2 separate regions of the Mus musculus genome follow, and region 1 is linked to region 2. The links are chromatin contacts, called in public Hi-C maps. All regions are on one chromosome and are shown on one strand. Each heading gives the region's core, a stretch centred on a gene start, on an enhancer-like site or on the middle of the called end of the contact. The rest is flanking DNA. Distances are from core to core; before and after follow the strand shown. Region 1 has its middle 120 kb from the start of Gm51564. Region 2 overlaps Zmat4 (zinc finger, matrin type 4).

Region 1 (6,213 bases), core at 3,563-6,062, 440 kb after region 2:
CTGGTCTTCCTGGGACCTGGGCTCAATTCTAGCACCCACAAGGGAGTGCACACCTATCTGTAACTCTAGTTCCAGGGGATCTGATGCCCTCTTCTGGGCTCTGTGGGTACCAGGGTACCAGACCGGCATGTGGTACAGTGACATAGATGCAGGCAAAACAACTCAATATATTAAAGAAAATTAAATTAAAAAAAAAAAGGAAAAGACTTAAATTACAAAATCTCTTCTTCCCCCCTCCAAAAGACAGATGTTTAGGATTAAGTTTCTGGAATCTGTAATGAACTAATTTGGATAAAGGAACTTGGTGGATATTATTGAACTAAAAACCTTGTAATGACCCCATCCTCATCAGGATGGGCTTTGATCCAAAAGCAGGTGTATTCGTGGGAAAGTGAGGAATCTATTTTAAAGAACCCCAGAGGGTAGATGTATGTAGCACACATCTGGGTCCAACTAGAGCTAGAAATGGGAAATTTTTTTTCCCTAGAGTATCCAGAGAGACTCTGGCTCTTGATTTGAGAGTTCTTGTCTACATACTATGAGAATAAATTTACTGTGTTTAAGCCACTCAACTTGGGGTAATTCTTTTTATAATAGTCCAGGGAAGGACATACATGTACCTGCCCTACAAAGAAGAGTTATATTCCCGTCACACTGTTGCAACACTTCTGTGACAGAAAGGAGAATAACGGTCATAAGGATATAAGCAAAATGTTGAATGCATTCCAAAGGTCATGGTGAGGCCATCAGTGCACACTAGTTTTACAGACCAGGAAATGGAGACAACAAATGCCACATCTTGCTTGGCCATGTGTAAGGGATAGATGGAATGGTGTGGTTCTCACACTGAAACAGAGCCAGCAGGGTGTAGACCTCCATGAGTGTTGATAGCTGCTGTAAGCACAAGCCTGTTTGTATAATAGTGTTCATATTTTCAAGGGCCTCCGTCGAGGCCAAGGTTCATGACTGCGATAGTCAGAGACAGCATGGATCTGGGAAGCAAGGGAATGTCAATGTCTCAGCAAAATGGTAGAATACTGTGACCTTCAGGACAGCCCTTAATTAAGGCTGTGGGAAAGAATGCTGAAAACATGAGTTCAAAATGTATAATTTCTCAACTATGCAAAAGATGAGGGTGCAATATGAACTGTATAAGGAGCTTCACAGATGTAAAAGAGCAGAGGCAGCTGTACTATGAGCCAGCTGGTTGGAAAGATACTAAGGAAGAAGATAGAGAGATTTAGAGAGTGGTGATCAAAAGGCAAGGTCCCATCCAGCTATTTTGTTGTTGTTGTTTATGCTTACAAAGTAGATTCCTACGACCAAGGTCAACCTGGGACAGAGGGAGCTGGGTCCAGACCTGGGCATGGTAGAAATGGAAATGTCAGGCAGGGTACCACCTAGATATCTTATTGTCTGTACTTGTGCTTGCTGCCTCTTTCTAAGACTCAAGGGGGTAGAGTCATGGGATTCTGGTTCATGGGATTATCAAAAGGGAACCTGAGGCAAAGACTGAACTAATATGTAAATAAAAATCTTGGGTTTTGATCTGCAAGAGATCAAAAGCTATCCAGAGACTTTTTAGAATAGCAAGAGAAAGCTGTCTTGATCAGAACACACACACACAAACACACACACACAGAAAGAGAGAGAGAGAGAGAGAGAGAGAGAGAGAGAGAGAGAGAGAGAGAGAGAGAGAGCGCAATCTGGAAAGTTGTCTCAAGCAGAACATAAGCTATCATCTTGTAACCCATGATTTGACTTTGAGGCATTTGTTTCCCTGCTCTCAGAACCTCTTCTCTTGGAACCCCTCTCCAAGCTGAGGCTGGTTCTTGGCAAACAAAGGCGAAGCAGCAGTGAAAGAAAGAAGAACATACATTTTCATAGCCCTCTAGTAGTTAATTGAAGGACAGAATCTGCTCTAGATTGTCCTTTGGGAAGGGATGATTTATTAGAATACAAAGACCCGTGGTTCTAGCTGGCATGGTGGCACATCCCTTTAATGCCAGCATTTGAGAGGCAAAAGCAGGCAGATCTCTGAGTTGGAGGCCAGCCTGGATGGCACAGAGAATTCCTGTCTTGAAAAAAAAATATATATATGTATATATATATTTTTTTTTTTGGTTGAGATCCCAGGACAAAAATAGCTATTGCTCCCCTGGTCCCAAGTAGCAGGTAAATAGAAGGTCAGTGCTTAAGCCTTGGATGCCAGGTCCAAGGGGCTATTTTGTTGTTGTTTTGCTTGTTTTGTTGGTTGGTTTGTTGCAAGAGCCAGATGCGGCCTGAGGGATAACTTCCAGAAAAGGAAAATAGACTCTGGAGAAATCCACATTTTCAGCTGTTTATTCAGCCTTCTTGTGTAGCATATGCAGGAAGCTTCCCCAAAAGCCACATTACAGGGATGGAGGCTCCATTCTCATCTGAGCCAAGGAAAGACAGGGGACCCCAGAGAGACTGGATCACCAATCACCAATCTCGTATTTCTTAAATACGTGTTTAGCACAGGAGGGAACAAAGAGATTGCTGCCAATAAGCACGTCGAGTAGAGTTCAATATTAAACTTTTAAAAGAAACTTTTATTTACTAAGGTTTTATGATTTTTTTTCATTTGCAAAATCCAAATCATAATGCAGGAAAAATTAAATGAAAATCTTTCCTAATTTTCAATTGTTTCATGTTCTTCAGTATTAGAGCATATGACTTCTTGGGTGTGGTAATGGTTTTTCACCCAAATAGAGCTGGATGTGTTGGCATACATTTCTGTTCTCAGCTCTTGGGAGGTGGAGGCAGGAGAATTGGGAGTTCAAGGTCATCCTCAGCTACACTATGAGTCCAAAGATACCGTGAACTTCTTGAAACGTATCTCATAGAAATCTGAATATCAGAGCCAGTGAGGAGGCTCAGCAGGTAAGGGGTCTGGCTGCCAAGCTTGACAGCTTGAGAGGTCAAGAGCCAGAACCCACATGGTGCAGAGAGAACGATTCCCTCAAGTTCTCTCTCAATCTCCACATGTGCACTTTAACGAGCCTGTGTACCTTCCCACAAAATAAATATAAGCAAAAACAAACAAAGATAAAACCAGGGATCACCAAAGGTTTGCAAGCTTTTGGAAATTTGGGAGCATTCTTTTTCTCGGAGCTTCAATTAGCTGGGATGCCAACGTAATTGAAACAAAACCTCTCGACTGACATGCACCAGTAGAGCACTCTTTAAACGTCAGCTGGGAAGACTGGTCATGGCTCAGTGGTAGGATCCTTGCTTAGCATGCTCTTTCTCCAACACTGCAATGGCAAAAGAAAAACTCTGTGTCAGATTTTTGTCCCCTCTTGCAAGTTTAGAGCACTCAGAGTTCACCAATTACAAGACAGGTACTTCCCAAATGTGCTCCAAGCAATGGCAAAGTTCTGTAAAAACTTCTATCCTTTATTGGTGGATCCTTCAGGTACCTAACATTCCTGTCTGAACCTTAGCATGCCACTGGAGCTAGTAATTTTCTCCAGCAGTATGCTCTGAGCCCACACTTGGGATACCTGACCATGAGTAGCCTTTGCTAATAGCACTACCAATCTGAATTGCTTCTATCGTTTAAGGTACAATAGACAACCTATAGTTTCCAAACATCACAATGTTACAGTTTAAACTATACAAAGTTCTTTAACATGGATGATATATTCTAATCAGAAAAAAATTTAAAGATTTGCCCTCTGCAAGAACAGGAAGCACTTTAAATCCTCAAATCATCTCCCAAGCCCCAGACATACATTTTGAGATGGAGTTTATTATTTCCTTTTCTATTTTCAAAACAATAAAATTTAAAAGGTGGTCCTATATTCATGTACATATGGTTAGTACTAGTTGGTCTTAGTCAGGAGGAGAGGAGGAGGAGGAAGAAGAAGAGGAGGAGAGTGTGAGGGGAGGGGAGAAGGAGAAGGAGGAGGAGAAGTAGAAGAAGAAAAAAATGAAGTTGAGAGGCAGACACATTGCAGGGTTATAGGGAAAACTGAAGGTTGGGGTGGATATGAGTATATTTCATTCATGCTTGTATGAAATTCTTAAAGAACAAAAATGAAAAAAAGTATCCCCAAAGAGAGACAAAAAAAAAAAAAAGAAAAGAAAAAAGTAAAGAGATTTGAGTAGGACTATTCATACAGTCAGTAGTGGTCACAGAACCCTGACCCTACATGGTCTATTCACAACGTCCCCTTCACTGCTAGTATAGTAGTTCTCTGATTCTAGATGACTCTTTTTGTTCATATTTGGTATCTCTAAATCTCTCATGATTTGTTAGCAGTATTTGTCTTTCTTTGTAATGTCACACATTCCAACAACTTTCTTAGGAAAAAAATGCTATTCTAGATTAGATGGAATATTGTCTTTAGTGAGAGTTCACTATACACCAAGAGTTGTGCTAGGTCCTAGAAATGAACTTTGAGAAATGCATGTCCCTCTCTGCTGGAGTCCACAGTTCTTTAGCCTGAGTGGTGATACCTCCCCGGTCTCCCCTGCTATGGATCACTTACTGTGTGTCCCACAGGCTAGAAGCATAGGTCTTCTGTAGCTCTGCTTATAATCTTATGAAGACCATCTCAGTAACTTTGATGTACAGTCATTTGCCTGCTCCTGGCATTTGATGTTTCTGTAAACTAAGGTGGCTGCTTATGGACCCTTCCCACAGTGCCTGTTGACATCATCACACTCCCCCCAAATAAACACATTGAACCCTTTCTGCACAGCTATCATGGTATTAACAGCAGCCATAGGCTCAGATGGAGGAGGGGTCTGGGTTGGAACTGTAGTCCTGGCACTCTGCTAACAAACTGGCCATCTGGATCTTCAGTTGGCTTGCCTTCGAGATGACCGGATTAGAGGGGTAGACTCCTGGTATCTCTCGACTTTACTGGCATTAAGAACAAGTCAGCTATGGCTTGCTTTTGTTGTTCTACCGTGTGATTCCAGTTAGAGATTTCCATTCCACAGACGCTGGTATCCTCATTAAAGACGATGACAATAGTTGTAGAGAAAGTGGAACTGGAGCAGCTCACAGCAGCAGAACAGGGGCAGCCTCGGTGGCCATTCATTAATCACTGCAGCAACATGGACAGAGGTGGCTGTAACTAAAGACTCTGCCCTCTGGCTGCTGGTGGGACACGGAGAGCGTGGGGAGATAGGAAAGAACGTGTTGGCCAATAGTGTTCTATTGCCGTGTTAAGCAAATCTTAGCTGGCAGACATAGAAACTGGAAGTTGAAAGAGAGATTGTTTTGACTTTAGCTATGGATATTTCAATCCAAATGGTGGAAGGAGGCAGACAGAGGATGCTGAAGCCCCGGGCAGTCTCCTTCTTCTCATTCCATCTGAGTTTCCAGGCTAGGGACAGTACCAATCACATTCAGGCTGGGCTCTCTTCCCTTATTTGACCCTCTCTAGAAACACCCACAGACACAGTAGAAGTGGGCCTGACCTATCTTCCAGGTGTCTCTCAATCTGCTGAAATGAAGAATCAAGAAGAACCCTCACAATTTCAGGTTTTCACCTATGGCCCCTATACCTGATTTCCTGTCCAGGGCTGGCCTGGTAGCCAAGTGGGAGTCTGGGGTGAGGGGCAGCAAACTTACCCTGTGGGTTGGATCCATCCATATACAGTCTCCTGACACCTTTCTAGAAGTCTCAGAAAGTGCCCCCTTATGCCCATCAGGATTCAACTTCATGCCACAGCCCGCCATTCTCTTTGTGTTGGCTGGGAAGGTTGAAGTGAGGGGGTTTCCCTGTGTCTGCACCTTCATCTGAAATCACGTTCCTAGACAGTGAGCAGGTGGTTCCACTTCCTTCTGCACATCTCCAGGAAAGGCCCAGGCCTCAGGCAGTGGACAGACCTACCTACATGCCTGTGGAGGATTCTAGATAATTTATACTTAGGGGATTCCAAGTCACTCACCCTTCTGTTATACCTGGGACTCGGGCAGAAGACAGGACAAATCAAAGAGACTAGCTTTTCCTAGGTTTCTCTCTGGTTATGGTGAAATGACTTATAAGAGATTAGTTTTTCCTTGGCCTTCACCCCCATTACAGAAAGGAATTATGATAAAAAAAATAACATGATTCAGTGAATTCTAAATCCACCAAAAGTGGTGAAAGCAACACAGAACTGGAGTTTTCATTTGGAAGACAAAATGGAGGATCATGAAAGAGGCATTTAACACTGGGACAAATCTAC
Region 2 (5,969 bases), core at 2,417-4,916:
TCGGCAACTATTTTCTAAGATCTGGGTGCACAAGAGATGTGAATACAGCTTTTTCATCTCTTTCTCTTGGGAGGCTAATAGCATTTCATCTTACTCCTCCTTTCTGTGTCTGTAGGAGAGAGGTGGGTGGAGAAATGTCATTACTTATAAATATATTACAAGTAAATAATGCAAGTACTCAGAGAGGCAGAGGGATGACTCTTCCCTGTGCAGTGCTGGCCCGTGTCTGTATGCTTGATGGTTTAAAGACGATGACATTAGGGATGGGAGAGTGGCTCATTGGTAGAGCTCTTGTCTAGCCTAATTGGGGTTCTGGATCACATCTCCGTTACTGAAAAGCAAAGAAGCAGGGATATTACTCATTGAGAGTGGTCCAGGGCTCCTGCAGATCAGGGAGGATGTTGACAGCCTGTGCTTATCCCTCTCACACAGTCTCCCCCCTCCCTTCTAGATAGATTTGTGGGCTGGGCTCCCACTAGGCAGCTGTGCAGGCTGACCTTGCCATGTGCGACGCCAGCCTGATGGCAGCTTGTCCTCCCAGCATGACTTGCCCCCTGCCAAGAACAGAGCTCGGTGACCTGCAGAAGACCTCTGAGGTCTTCTTGGCACTGGAGGCTGAGGTGTTTCTGAGGCAGGTTCCCCAGGAACAGCTGCAGTGACGGAGGTGCTGACACCCCACATTTATGGGACCAGGATCAGCAGGGAAGAGGCTTGGGAAATGGCGGACAGAATAGATGAGAATCATACAGCTGTAGTCATCGGCAACATCAAGGATACTGACGATCTTTTATTGGGTCTTTATTGAGTACTAAGAAGGACGAGGCACTTCATATTCTCACAACAATGTTACCACCATGAAAACAGTGCTTTCATGGACCACTTTATAGGCAAGTTGAGTGAGGTTCAGGGATTAAATGACTTTCTGAGTTATGTAACTAACAAAGGTCATAATCAATGCTGACACCTAAGTGTGTGTCCCAAGAGCGTCTTTCCTGCAGGCTCACCACATGGGTTTTCTTTAGGAGATTCATTCCGATTTGTGCAAACAACACAGAATGACTTCTGTTTGTGGTGGTGCTGCTAGGGCTCAATGAACATTTTTCTGGCCATCCTCAAGACATCTGACAGGTGACCATACTCAGGTGTGGACTCTGTGGCCAGAGTGGGACAAATGGTGTGAGAGGGGATGACATAATACTTTGAGTCCCCCTTCCTCTGCCTTAGTTAGTGTTACCATTGATTGCTATGATAAAACACCACAACCAAAAACATCTTGGGATGCAAAGGGTTTGTAGAGCTTACACTTCTACATCACAGTCCGTTATGGAAGAAAGCCAGGACAGGGACTAAGCAGGGCAGGAACCTGGAGGCAGGAACTGATGCAGAGGCTGTGGAGGGGTGCCCTTTACTGGCTTATTCAACATGGCTTGCTAATATCAAACCTAGGACTACCAGCCCAGGGATAGTGCTATCCAAAATGGGCTGAGCTCTCCTCCATCAATCAGTAATTAAGAAAATGCCTTAGGGCTGAAGCTTAATGGAAGCATTTTCTCAATTGGGTTTCCCTCCTCTCAGATGGCTCTAGTTTGTGTCATGTTGACATAAAGCTAGCCAGAGCAGACCCACTCCTTTCCTGATTGGTAGCCGTTAAGGCCAAGGACTATACTACTATACAATTATACTACATTTTATATATATATATATATATATATATATATATATATATATATATATATACATACATACATATATATATCCACAGTATATACAACTATACTATATCATATATATAGTATGTACAACTAAACTACATTATATATACAATATATGCAACTAGACTACATTAGTATAGTTCTGCACTTTGGAGCTACACCCACGGCCTCAGGATTATGCTCTTGTGGTCCAGTGCAGCTTGGAGGTCGATTTATTTACTTCCAAGAGTTCCTTTTTGTTATCAGAAACCTCGCTTCCTAGTTAGTGGAGTCATATAGATTTCATTTTCCTCCACTGGAGCAACATCTTTTCCTTAACTGGCCAATGGAAGGGGAGAGAGAAAGATACATTGAATCATGGAGTTTCTCTTGCCCTTTGGGGGAAAAAAAGAAATTCATGGTTACATTGTTGAAAAATGGTTCTTGGCTTAAAATTAGAGGCCACATCATGTGTGCTTTGGGAATGATCCCACATAATCTGCAGGTAGGTCAGCACTTTTGGAAGGTTTAATAGGGCTGGTTTTCGGTTTTCTTGTCAAAGCCCTGTAGACACTGGCATGATGGATGTAGATTCAACCATGCATCCTGGATGCAGTTAGGGATCTACATAGAGGTGGGGCCAGGGAGACCGCCCAGAGCAGAGGTGACTTCTATATTCCATTTTCGTTTCCCTCACAACTGAATTCCAGAAAGGATGCAAGCTGTTAGGGAAGGGCATTTCATCTGCGTGGAGTTATGCATTGTCAGCGGACTGCCTGAGGCTGGCAGGAGCACCTTGTATGGCAGGAGGAGGACTGAGACTTTCCCTGAAGCACCTTTGTCCTCCCATGTCCTCCCTTTTCAGTCTTTCCTCCCTGCCCCTTGCTTTAATTTCAGGGCCAAGTGGCTTTGGGAACACGCTGACTTGTTCTTTCCCTATTCTGTCTCAGTCTCAAGGAGGCATAGATAACCCAAGAACCTACAGCCTTTGCAGCTGGGAGAGCTTTGTCCTAGACACAAGGCAGTTTAATTTCCCAGACGCCCCCGTGTGATGAACAGAGAAAGTCAGAGTGGCTACCCATTTTACAGTTAGAGATGCTGAAAATTAGAAAAGCTGTGTTGTCCATGGGGACTGGATTGTTCCTACTTCTGTATCATAGGACTTGGGAGGGTGGGGTGCCCTTTAAGGACAGAGGATAGTGTGAAGTTACACTTGTGGAATTTCGGATAAAAGCCCCTCTGAGCCCCTCTGGGCCTCCTGTCCCAAACAAGTGGAGGGGAAACTGCTAGAGCCCTGTACTGTGCTCTTCCTCCAACTCTTTCTTGCCAGAGTCTAGGGTGTGTCCTTCCTGCCTACCCTCTCCTTTCTGCAGTGCAGTCCCTATCTCCACCTTCCTCCAAATGGAAGGCTGCTGAGGCAGGGGAAGCCATGGGACAGCGAGGTGGAACCTCACAGCTCCAGCATGCTGCTAGTTTATACCATTTATCAGAGGAATTGCAAAAAGAAGCAATGCGGTGGTTTTAATTACTCTGCATAGAGCAGGCTATCAAACACCCAGAGCGTTAATTACAGACTCCACAGCCAGGATGGACAGAGCGTGCCACAGCCTTGTCTGTATCCTTACATTCAGTAAAGCCATCTCCACCATCTCCAGGTATCTTCTAGGGCATCCAGGAAGGAGCGTGGAAACCACACCACCAGTCTTCCTCCAGGCAGAGGGCAGATTGCATAGGAAAGCAGGGCACAAGGGTGGGAGAGATGGGGCAGAAGGGAGAAGTTTTAAAGACTTTGAGGAAAGAAAAATGAGTGTTATTTAGGGAGCCCATCTAGACCAAGGTTCACAAATAGTGGCTCTCCAAGGTTGGCTGCTCTGCAGACCGTTTAGTGAAACGTTGACAGATCTGGCTGCACATTCTCCTCATGCCTCAGGACAGCTCTTGTGGAGTTGTTCTCTGTGAGTTGTTCCCTGCAAAAGGCTGGAGTCCAAATCTAGGAATTTCAAGGTTCTTAGACAAAGAGTCCTGCTTCCTGCTCAGAGCCCATCTGTCTGCTGGCTGGTTCTTCTCTGGACATTTGGGGCAGGTCCTAATTGATGCTTGGCTTTGTCTGTCAAAGGCATTTGGACTCTCTTGGACTCTCACTGCCTCTTCCAAGAGTTACCGGTTTGCTATTTATTTATCTATTTATTTATTTAACCAGCAAATGCACTTAGCTCGTGAGTTTAAACCATTTCCTGACAGGCTTTTATAGTGCCTTGGGACAGTGAACACAGATTTTCCCATGTTCCCCCAGTTGTCTCTTGGGGCTCTGTACGTGAGAACTAACTTGTGTAAACTTAATCAAGTATCTTGCCATCGCTGGAATCACAGGATATTGCTATGCTTTTCAGGAGGCTGCCACAACCTGCTGGTTGATGGACCATTTTAGCAACTGCACGGAAGGCCACATTATCTTTCAGAAACAGAAACGCCATCAACTGGCCTGCAGCATCCGACAGGACCGGGGACCTGAGGAAGGCATGTTTTTTCTTAATTGCCTAGAGATGCCCATTAATAACTTTTAACTTTTTGTCCTTTTCCTTGGGTGATCTACAGGCTGTCAAGTCTTAAAATGAGAGTGTTTTCCTCAGGAGGAAACAAAGCTTTTGAAAAATAATAATGAAGATGCATTTAGAATTTGCTTTTTGGAGCTGTTTGGCGGTATTGATCTGGGAGCAGACCCAAGGCATGCACACGTTTCTCTTAGAGATCTCAGTCACTTGGAAATCGGGGCACTGAGATAATTGGAAGGTGAGGCTGTAAAGGCTTTCAAGTGGGGATTTTTATTGCTGGTGAGTATTTAGTGCAGAGGCCCACTCTGCCCCTGCAATCATGCGAACTGGGATTGCGTCTCCCAACAGTCAGAGAGCTCAGTCACTCTCATGCTTTTTACTTGTTGATTATGCATAGTCAGTGAAGTTGAGGGGCTTGAGGTAAACCTTCCATTCTGGAGGCACCTTGCATTGCAATATGCATTGCATTGCATCGGTGCCCAAGTTGTTCCCCTGCCTCTGCCTCAGGCCATGCAGCATTAGGGAAATCCTCTCCTCTAGGTCTGGAGATTGAAATCCCGGCTTCATGCATGCTGTGGTTATTACCTTTGTACTGCTGTGATAAAACACCCTGACTGTAGAGACATCTAGAAGGAAGAGTTTATTTTTGGCTCACAGTTCTAGAAAGATTAGAGCCCCTCATGGTCATGGCCAGGAAGCGTGGTAGTAGTCAGGCATGGTGGCAGTAGAAGATGAGAGCTCATGTCCTCAACTGCAAGCAGGAAACCTGGAGGGTCAACCTGAAATTATGCAAATCTCCGAACTCTCAACATGATATACTGCCCCGTGATACTGTACTTCCTAAGACTCCTCCAACATCACCATCCATTTGGGGACCAAGGATACAAGTGGCGCCTAAGACTATGGGAGACATCTCACTCAAACTACCATGCTTAGCAAACTCCCTAGAAGTCACTTCATTATTTTTAGACCTCAGTTTCTTCTGCTGATCCACATAAAAGAAGGGAAAAAGCTTGTAAATGCCCTCCCCTCAATATATTTACATACAGATAAGTTCCCACGGCAGGGGAAGATGAACGTCTCAGCTCAAGGAGAGAAAGATCTATCTCCAGCAGATTGGATGAAGCCTACCTACGTTGGTGATGAAAGTTGTTTTTGCTCAGTCTATATGGGTAAATCCTAACATCTGGAATCATCAGAAATAACATCTAACCAGCTTCCTCAGCATCCTTTATCCAGTAATGCATAACACTGGATGCTATGCACAGTGAGCTATTGCTTCATTTAGCTTTGTCCATATAGAAAACAAAATAGGCTTCTTTTCTGCTCTCCAAGTCTTGGTCCATCGTGGAATATGTAAGCGCTTTTTAGAGTTCCTTGGCTGGGCTAATGAAAACACCCAGGGTTTTTTGGCTGGGCTTTTGCTGAACGGATGCATTTCCAGTTCTGGATGTTCTGGATGTTCACCACCATGCAGAGGAGAAGATGTTATGAACAGATCCTAAAAGCATGGGCACAACCCTGCTGGCTCTACTTTTCCATGTCCCCAAGTTGTCCCAACCATCCAGAACTCAGTTAACCCCGGACTCAGCCAAGTACTTTTGATTTCACTGGTTTCTCTTGAGGTGGGCATGGTTTGAGCCTTTCCTATTGGCAGAACACACTTATGACTTGAAGGTACAGATCCTCCTGGCAGAGGAGAAGGCATAATCTTAGGTGTGGTGCT

The links. Hi-C and Micro-C count contacts between places; a contact is called where the count stands out from the background.
Region 1: a Hi-C map of cerebellum shows a contact between it and region 2, with 1.5 times the contacts expected there. The contact joins two enhancer-like sites. A contact is called at or near these places in 2 of 39 promoter capture datasets (the C10 cell line and hippocampal neurons), 2 of 484 Hi-C or Micro-C datasets (cerebellar granule neurons and cerebellum) and 1 of 9 other capture datasets (embryonic stem cells).

The regions. Positions count from the first base shown.
Region 1 is chr8:24,162,984-24,169,196 of GRCm38.p6, forward strand. No RefSeq gene overlaps it. Among named protein-coding and RNA genes, the nearest start is that of Gm51564, 120 kb to the left of the region's middle. Within about 2 kb of position 4,813, at least 1 of the 459 cell types and tissues checked has an H3K27ac peak or open chromatin away from gene starts, as enhancers often do. A contact at or near this core is called in cerebellum, where this site is marked.
Region 2 is chr8:23,724,960-23,730,928 of GRCm38.p6, forward strand. The region is part of intron 1 of Zmat4 (zinc finger, matrin type 4); the gene reads left to right. Among named protein-coding and RNA genes, the nearest start is that of Zmat4, 58 kb to the left of the region's middle. Within about 2 kb of position 3,667, at least 2 of the 459 cell types and tissues checked have an H3K27ac peak or open chromatin away from gene starts, as enhancers often do. A contact at or near this core is called in cerebellum, where this site is marked.